Linked DNA regions of Mus musculus: region 2 is linked to region 1. The links are chromatin contacts, called in public Micro-C maps. All regions are on one chromosome and are shown on one strand. The core of a region is the stretch at or near the end of the contact, and the rest is flanking DNA. Distances in the headings are between cores, read along the strand shown. Region 1 overlaps Gm46607 (a long non-coding RNA gene). Region 2 has its middle 37 kb from the start of Mrps18a.

The links. Hi-C and Micro-C count contacts between places; a contact is called where the count stands out from the background.
Region 2: a Micro-C map of embryonic stem cells shows a contact between it and region 1, with 1.7 times the contacts expected there. The contact joins two enhancer-like sites. A contact is called at or near these places in 1 of 15 datasets of contacts at CTCF or cohesin (large pre-B cells), 6 of 484 Hi-C or Micro-C datasets (B cells, the N1E-115 cell line, bone marrow-derived macrophages and 3 more) and 6 of 115 datasets of contacts at active chromatin or transcription factors (embryonic hindbrain, embryonic stem cells, pancreatic cancer cells and 2 more).

The regions. Positions count from the first base shown.
Region 1 is chr17:45,820,139-45,824,537 of GRCm38.p6, reverse strand. The region is part of intron 1 of Gm46607 (a long non-coding RNA gene); the gene reads right to left. It overlaps Gm35692 (a long non-coding RNA gene), which reads left to right. Exons shown (of 3, transcript XR_876833.1): 2 at 1,660-2,329; 3 at 2,498-2,663. Among named protein-coding and RNA genes, the nearest start is that of Gm35692, 6.5 kb to the left of the region's middle. Within about 2 kb of position 2,272, at least 8 of the 459 cell types and tissues checked have an H3K27ac peak or open chromatin away from gene starts, as enhancers often do. A contact at or near this core is called in embryonic stem cells, where this site is marked.
Region 2 is chr17:46,071,299-46,076,054 of GRCm38.p6, reverse strand. No RefSeq gene overlaps it. Among named protein-coding and RNA genes, the nearest start is that of Mrps18a, 37 kb to the left of the region's middle. Within about 2 kb of position 1,919, at least 230 of the 459 cell types and tissues checked have an H3K27ac peak or open chromatin away from gene starts, as enhancers often do. A contact at or near this core is called in embryonic stem cells, where this site is marked.

The sequences.
Region 1 (4,399 bases), core at 1,023-3,522:
GGATCACAGCTCCTGGCAGCGAGCTAAGGGCAGGAAACCTGGGTGGCTGGAGGCATCCCTGAGTTCATCCAAGGAGAAAGAGGGATGGAAGCTACCAAGAATCTAACAGAGCAGAGCTGCAGGGCAGACCTGAGGATGCTGCTGGTTGTTGTGTTTTGAGACAAGGTCTCACTATGTGATCCTGGCTGGTTTGACGCTCCCTACAGATACCAGGTTGACTTCAAACTCACGGAGATCTCTGCCTCTGCCTCTGCCTCTGCCTTCCGAATGCTGAGATTAAATGTGTGTGCCACCATGCCTGGTGTTTCTAATATTCTTCATGGGAAAATGAGCTGTGACTTGCTCAAGAACACAGGGTAAATCTCCTGGCCCAGACTGGGGCTTGGGGACTTAGTATGAGGATCAAAGAGTAGGTTGGTCAGATGCTAGGCACATTTCTCATCCTGTAAGCACACACGTGCATACACACCCACATGGAAAGGTCGCATGCACACACACACACACACACACACACACACACCAAACCCTGTGAGTAAACTGGTAAACTGTGACCCGTGATATTAGTGGCACTAGCTGTGCACGTACTAATATCAGTGCAAGTCAGTGCATGCTCAAAACAGCAGAACTATTCTGCCCTACAGACCTGGAAGCCAGAAGGCCAAGTTCAAGCTATTGGCAGGGCCCCACTCCCTCCTCCGCACTTGGGAAGCATCCCATCTGACTCCCTGGTGATAACCACTAGAGCTCAGCGAGGGCTGCATCACCTCAGCCTTCAGGTGGCTCTGTCTGTGTCTGTGTGTCCTTTGTTCTTATGAAGACAACAGTCACTGGGTGTGGTCCCCTTGAATCTGGGGTGACCTTATCTTCAACTGAGTTACACCTACAAGGACCATACCTCCAAACAAGGTCACATTCTAAGCTTTCAGGCGGACATAACTCTGGGCGGGGCACAGAACACCATTCAATCCTCTGTAGCAGTGGCTCTCAGCCTTCCTGATGCTGCGACCCTCTAATACAGTTCCTCATGTTGTGGTGACCCCCAGCCATAAAGTTATTTTCACAGCTACTTCATAACTGCAGTTTTGCTACTATTTTGAATCGTAATATAAATACCTGGTGTGCAGGATGCCCGATGTATGACCCCTGTGAATGTGTCAGATGACACCCACCCCAGGGGTTGCGACCCACCATTTGAGAAGCGATGCACTACAGTTACATTTACAAAGATGACGGAGTAAGAATAGGGACAGCTTTTGTGGGGCGCTATCATTTACCTACTACAAATATATTAGAGGATTGTAAGAGATCCAGAGGGAAAGTAACACAGAATAGGGGTGACTGGGTAGAATAGGGGTGACGACTGGGTAGAATAGGGGTCACTGGATAGAATAGGGGGTTCAGCCTATAGTACTGGTAGGAGGGGTTCAGGAGACGCCCTACTGAGATGATTTGAACAAAGTCCTCGAGAAGTAGAAGGAATGAGCCATTTGGGTGTCTGGGGAAAGGCATCCAGGAGGCAGGAGGAGCCGTGCAAAGGTCCTGAGGCAGGAATATGCCAGACATGAGGCTGGAATAGAGTAAATGAGAGGCAGACGAACAGCAAAACGGGATCTGGCAGGTCTTGCAGGTCCCTATAGGAAGGAACCTGTCTCCTTACAGCACTGTGAGTGAGGATCGCCAGAGCTGAAGAGAAGTAGAGATGCCTGTGTTGTCACGTATCTCTCTGGCTGCTGGTTTGGGCCCAGGCTGCAGGAGGCCATGACTGAGGCTAACTCGGCTTCCAGCTCTCCACCACACCCTGCTGCCTCAGGCAGAAAAGCCTCCACAACTCGCCTGGAAAGGCGCCTCGGGTGCCCTGCCTCCCCTGCTGCTGGACCCCCCGGCCTGCCCGCAGGGTTCAGGTTTCCCCTAGTCAGCTGTACCCACCGAGCTGGGAAACTCGGCTTTCCAGAAACAGTTCGTCATTTTTCCATTCGGAAAACTTTGCTGCTCCCGCCCCTGTCCCCTGCAACCAAAGCTGAGCACGAAGCACGCGGCTATTCTGGAGCTCAGGAGGCCCACGAGCCGGGGCAGGGTGGGTCTCACCTGCTCATAGCTATCCACCACCAAACTATCCCTTTCCACAGCTGGCCATGCTACTTCCTCCTTAGGGATCCTCCCTGCCCTCCACGCGTGCTGTATCATCCATAGATCACACCTACAGCCCGCCCACCTGCTTTAGTCCTCTGCCTTGCTACGTAGGAAGGAGCACGCCCAGGCTGGAGGCCCCGGAGCACCTTGGGAAGAGGGGAGTAGGGCTGAGACTCATGCTCCCACCTTCGCTGCTGAGGTAAGTGAAGAGTTCTCCCATAGTCTTTCTTCCACGGTGTCCCTTGCTCCCTAGCCAATGGGGAACCTCCACATTTGCTGGGCCAGCCGAGTATGCAGAGCCTGAGGTCTGGGGTGATTTCTTTAGGTCCTACCGGATAATAACATTTTCTTTCTCCTCCTGCTCCAGTTTCGCCCTACACTCCTTCTTGAGGTGACCCCAAGATCCAGCTAATTGTTTTCCCCAAAGTGCCTGACCTGCGTGAGACTCAGAGGTCTAGATATGTCACAACCAATCTCCATGTTCCCCCAAAGGACTGTTATTCTCGAGCCCTGTATAAATCTCTGTCCACATGTGACCAGGGGGTCTCTTCATTCGGTCTTGGAAAAAAAAAAAAAAAGAACTAAAATTTGATGGCCATCAAAACCGAACCCCTGTCATTTCTTAAATATGGGACTTGGAGGCACATTCCTAAGTGTCTGAGTCTCCCTGGCTATAAAGTATGGATATGCTTTTCACAGTGCATAACACTGTAGTGATTTAGTTAATATCATGGATGGGGTGAACTCTGTGAATACCCAGAGTTGCCAAGCACCGGAGGTTTGAATGAGAATATCCCACACTGGCTGATATGTATGAATACTTGGTCTCCAGTTGGCGGCGCTGTTTGGGGGCGGTGTAGGGGGTGTGGCCTTGCTGGAGGAGGTGTGTCACTTGGGGCGGGCTTTGAGGTTTCAAAGCCTCCGTGACTTCTCTCTTAGCTCCAGGCTTCCAGTTTAAAGAGGCAAGCCTTCAACTTCAATGGCCATGGCTCTAGTCTGCCTTGGTGGAGTCTTAATCCCCTGGAACCGTAATCCAACATGAACTCTTCCATAAAGTGCTCCGGTCCTGGCGTTTTATCTCAGCAGCGAGAACTAATCAGTACACAGAGCTACGCATCTTGATGAGCCAAACACGGGCCTCTGCTCTCCCTGCAAAAATCTCCAAGGGCTAAGCAGAGGTTTAAGCATGCATTCTTCTAGATATTTCTTGCTTTTATTTTTGAGATTATAAAAACAATTACATCATCGCCCCCTTCCCTTTCCTCCCTCCAAATACTATGTCCTCAGCATCTCTGGGCTGCCTGGGTAAGGATGCTTTGTGTAAGGATGGGGCCTGTGGCTTTCCCCATCGACTTTGCCTATTGAAGCTGCCCTATTCAGCTCCCGTGTAGGCTGTCATGTTTGTGAGACTTTATGGCTGTAGCCTCTGACAAGGCTATGCCTGCAATGTTCCCGGAGCCTTAGGTGCAGGAGTTGTTTTGTAGATGTTTCCACTGGGACTGAGCTCCACAGCTCTGCATTTTGATTGATTGATTGATTTTGATTGATTGCTCTTTAGAATAACAGTGTAGGGATCAGTTAGAGGCGATCAGTTTTGTTGTTGTTGTTGTTGTTGGAGTTTTTTGTTTGTTTTGTTTTGTAATAGTCTCAGTTGCAAAGAGTTTTTCTCCTGAGCAGTGAGGACTACACTGGTATCTGGTGATCTGGAGCTAGGAGCCCCTGATGGGAGAGAACAGTCAACATTTGTCTTTCAGGGTCTCACTCAATATGATCTTTGCTAGAGCCATCCATTTACTGCCTAGACCCTGGGCAAGTGTGGGGCAAGCGGACCGTGGACCAGACGGAAGAACTGGTAAGGTTGAAGCAGGTTGAAAAACCCCGGTAAATCTCATGATTGAAAACAGCAGGCAGTGGAACCAGCTCCCCGTCAGGTTCTACCAATCCTGGAACAAGTGACCATGACACCCCACTGAGAGGACCATGGCAACTGGTCACATAGCCTAAAAACCTGGAGTTTTCCACGCTAATGAGGAATCTAGACAGGCCCCGAGTGTTTAGCCAATGAGCTTCCCTTCCTGGGCATCCCTTCCCGCAAAACCTATTTAATACCTGGTTCACCCTGAGTAAGACTAGGCATTCACATCTGCCATAAAAATAAAGCAGTTTGGACAAGAAAGGACCAAGCTGCACCTAAATCTTCGGAGAAGGCCTCTCTTCTAGCCCCTCCAGACTTTTGGCACTTGCTCGGAGTCAAACCAGATTCCACCCT
Region 2 (4,756 bases), core at 670-3,169, 250 kb before region 1:
ACCCCCCAAGGCAGAGTCAGCTCCAGCTAAGCTGCTTTTATTGAGGAGGGCGAGTCCCAGGCACAAAAATGAAATCTGTAGGTTTCCAAGAAAGAGTTCAATGACAATCACATGTAGATGACAGGGCCATTTCTGAAGGGCATGGGCAAGGCCTACTGAGTCACCCTTTCCCAAAGCGGTGAGCATGGGGCAGATAAGACTGTACTTTGAATACTAGAGGTGCCCTTGGGACAAGCTAGTGGGAAATTGGCATAGTTGGTGGTGGCTTAGTAGTTTCCAAGCCGAGACTTGCCATTTGCTTTATTACTTAATTTTTGAAAAAAAAAAAAAAAGTATGTGCCTCAGTTTCCCTCCTGAGAACTGGGCTGATATAGGGATGGTGTTTATTTCTTAGGGATCATCTACCATAAGGGGTTGGCTCCCTTCCTGGGAAAGTCGAGGAAGGTTTGCTATTAGTGTGGTGGCCTTGATCTTCCAGGGTTGACTGCCCTTGAGTCCTGTGTAGTTACATCCCCAGGACTGGCCCCAGAACTCAGTAACATGTTGCCTATAGGCAATATTCTGCCTATAGGGATGGAAGGAAGAAGGGAGACCCTGTTAGTGGGGTGTGGTCATGGGGGAATCCTGACGGGGCTGGGTCAAAGCTAATGCGGAGCATGACAGAAAGGCAGATAGATGGTGGAGAGGGGACAGGAGGGCCTGGCCTTCTCGCCAGATGGCTGATTTGCCTAGAGCCAGCAGGGGTCACTGCAGATCTAAGTAACTTTAGCAAGGTAGTGGGCCTCTTGCATCATTACCTGTCTGCATAGCCAGGGTGCAGGACCAGTTCTGGACAGGTGCTTGAGGTTTGCCTCATGTAGTTGAAAGTGACTATCTTGGTCATCTGGCCCTGATGTCCTTGTAGGCCTCCACAGCTGCCTGAGCTCATGGCCTACTGAGCCCAGCTTCCAGCAGGACCTGGAAAGTCTCTAGGGATGCCTTCTATAGAAGCCACCTGGGCCCAAGGCATCTCTCTTCTTGTTCTGGCTCAGCAGGTTGGTAACCAAGGATAGGAAACGTGTAAACCTCATTTTATCAAGGTCCCCTGAGTTTATCTGCACCTGTGTTGCCACAAATGCTTAGCGAAACACCAGTTTACAGTCCTATCTGGGTTAGAGGGCATGTGGGTCCTAGGGAGGTTCATGTCTCAACTGCACCCCTCCCCCACTTACTATAAAGTAGAGTGAAACATGTTTCCTCTAAGATAATGCAAAGAACAAGTGCACAGAGAATGATGTAATTGTATTCTAATAAAAATTATTATTTAAAAAAGTGCACAGAAGAAAATTTCCTTCCCTAAGCTTGACAGAGGGGCTCAGTTCTTCTGGAAGAGTTCCAACAGAAAAGGCCCCCTTAGGACAGGTGGGATGGCTCAGAGGGCAAAGGTGCTTCATGCCAGGTCTGACCAACTGAAGTGCAAGACCCAGAACACACATGATGGGAGAACTGACCAGATTAAAACTAATGTGTGTAATAAAATAAGAAAAGCTCATTTAGAAGTCCTCTCATCTAACGCCCCGTCTCTGCTTTCATTAAAAAAGAAAGGTTGGTAGGGGTTTGAGGAAACTAACTCGCACTGAGGGTGGGGACATCTGGACCGTCGTGGTAGAAGGAAGGAAGCAGGCTCCCAAATGTGAGCTCCTGAGGTTCCATAGCAAGCAAGGCACTGGGAGAGCTCCCAGCCCCTGGCTCCCAGCCAGGAGTCTTCACCCCACCCCACCCTACCCCACCTCCCTCCCCCAAACACACACTCTCTACCCGTCCATCCTCCGGGTCTGGATGCCAAAAGTCTGGAATAGAGCCTGTGCCCTATACACACAAGGCTGCGGTTTCCTCTGTGTGACCCGCAGGCTACCCGGAGGGTGTGGGTGTCGAGCGCGCGCACCAAGGTTGTGTAACAAGCTCCCGGCTTGTGTGCACGCGCTGTGTAACCTGATGCAACAGGGAAGTTTGCGGTCCCGTGAGCTGGGGTGTGGGCGCTTGGCTGGTGGCCAAACCACAAGGACTATTTGACTTACGGCTGTGGAGGAGGCTGCGTTTGGGGGTCGTGGGGCTGTCTACGTCAGGGCTTGTCTGGCTTGCATTGCCCACATCCTGGTCCTTGTGGGCACAGGACTGGGAATGGGGCTGCCTGGTCAGGTGGTGTTGGGGAGAGACTAGTAGACAAGGAATGGTCCCATGTTAGCATGCTGTTGTGACGGGTGGAGAACCGGCTGACTTCCGCCCTGCCCTCGGTGTTTTCCAAGAGCTAACTCTCCTGCCAGTTCCACCTATCTGTCCTGCAGACCTGCACCTCTTACCTCAGATTCAAGTCTTTCTTCTATGCAGCAGTATCTGTCTTTCCTTCCTCTAGCCACTGGAGACCTACATCCCTGTCTCTGTGGACTAGGCTTTCCCCGCACACCTATGTGTGAAGCAGAATGAGGGGAAAGGTTAAAGGGCAAACGCTAATGTTGCCCGTCCAGTTTCTCTAACCCTGTCAGCTCACTACCATTTTGAGCCAAGTGCCTAAGAATGATGTAGGTTCTTCTTGCCTCCCTGGACCCATCTGGAAGGGGGAGTCTTTGCCCTCCCTCCATGGGGCTGACAAAAGGGTCGCTCAGGGACATGGAACTAAAGGGTCCAGGAAGGGATTTGAATGGGAGTTGCCCTTGCTTTTTTTGTCCCCTACCTATACCATCTCACAGATGCCACAGGCACTTCGGAGAGCAAGGGCCCTGGAAGACATGACTAAGAAAGGCATGGCACTGTCTTGCCCGCCCTGGTGAGGGGTGGGTCCACGGCCACGAGTGTATCTTTGATGAAGAGAGATGGGGTTTACGTTTTTATATTCTATTTATTTTTTATTTATTTGCCGCGCGCGCGTGTGTGTGTGTGTGTGTGTGTGTGTGTATGATGCGTGTGGTGCATACATCCCACAGCATGAAACTCAGAGGACCTCCTGCCTCCATCTCTCAACTTCTGAGATTACATACGTTGTGGTCCACCATGCCTGGTTTATATGTTGGCGATCGAACCCAGGGCTTTCTGACTGCCAGGGAAGAGCTCAACCCACTGAGCTCCATCCTCAGACCATGGTCTGGTTCTGTTTGTTTGTTTTTGTTTTTACCTTTACCCACCTATGCTATCCCTTAGAGAGATACTTTCCTTGTGGGCGGCCAGTGGGTACCAGAGAAGCAGGGCTAGATAAAGTGGGGAGGGAATCTGTGTCCAACCCCTCTTTTTTCTCTGGCTGAGTGGCACCTGGCACTGTGACGCTCCTCTCCGTGCTCCCAGGATGACTTGGGTCTCCACCACTCTATTCTGCACTGTCTGTGTGTTGACGACCTGTCTAGGTGCTGACGTAGAACAACCAGAACACCTGAGATGGCACTCTCGGTGTGTCAACCCTCACATACACACAGCCAGGCAGACAAGAAAGCTGTCAGAGCAAACAGAAGCCCAGAGAGGGTAGGTACTGAGCTCAAATGTAAATGGCAGACGTAGTCTAGCCACATCTATCTTAGCATCCTCAAATATGAGCCTGAGGGTCTGGGTCATAAAAACAGAGATCTACTTATGTCCTCATGTGCTCCACATCTGTCTCCCAGATGGCTCAGAACACTGCTGGATGGATGGGATGATGCCGTGTAGATGTCATGGGTAGGGACTTCATCTTATTCACATCCCCCAAGCCCCCACTGATGCTTTAGAGGCTTTAGAGAAATGTTTCTGGAAAGGAGGCGCCTTTCGGGAGCCACTGAGATGGCTCAGTGGGTGAAGGGGGCTTGCCACCCAGCCTGACGACCTGGGTTCAGTTCCTGGAACCCACACAGTAGAGGAGAGAACTGATTCCTGCAAATTAACCTCTGATCTCCATCCATGTGCTGTGACACGAATGCTTTCATACATGTGCACACATATATACAATAAATCAAGATGAAAAGAGTATTAAGAAAAAAAAAAAGGAATGATCCATTGGGTGGAGATGTCCCCAGGGCTTGGTTTGGGATTGTTCATTATCTGCTCCACAAGACCTGGCTCAGTCACAGTGTACGTAGGCTCTGGGAACCAGTGCCAGGCCTTCAGCCAGGGGAGACGGGGAAGAATTCTCTACAGTCTGGGTTGCTGCCTCTGTGTAGACTGTGGGCACAAGGTAGTTACCTGGGAGGAAAGGATGAGAGAAAGATTGGAAACTAAGTAGCTCCTGGAGGTGAATAATTTCTTTGTATCCAAATGCAGGCAACAGAAACCAGAAACAGAGCGCCTGTGTGTGGCCTAGAGGAGTGCTCAGTGCGTCTTTAGTGAGTCATCACAGGAGGGACTCAAGGAGCTGAAGTTCCTTGAAGGAAGGCCCAGGCCATAATTTCTGTTGTCATTTTAGCCCTTAGCAATGGTCCAGAGCAGGATCTGATATGTTTGATAACTGACTCTCTGACAGAGCAAACAAATTAGCACTAAGGTGCATGATAGTGGACAGAAAGAGTAGTCATAGAAAATAGCCCGAAGCTCTGGCAGACCAGACCAGTGAGGCAGAGTTCAAGGCTGGACCCAGGAGCAGATGTCAGAGAAGTAAGACAAGCGCCTGGCTAAGACGCGGAGCTGGACTCCCACAATGCTTTGTAGAGGATCTTTTGGGACACCTGTGTTTATGGGTCACTTATATGTTCGAGTCTTTTCTGAGCTTTGTTTTTTGTTTTTTGTTTTTTAGGTTTTGTTTTTGTTTTTGTTTTTTGAG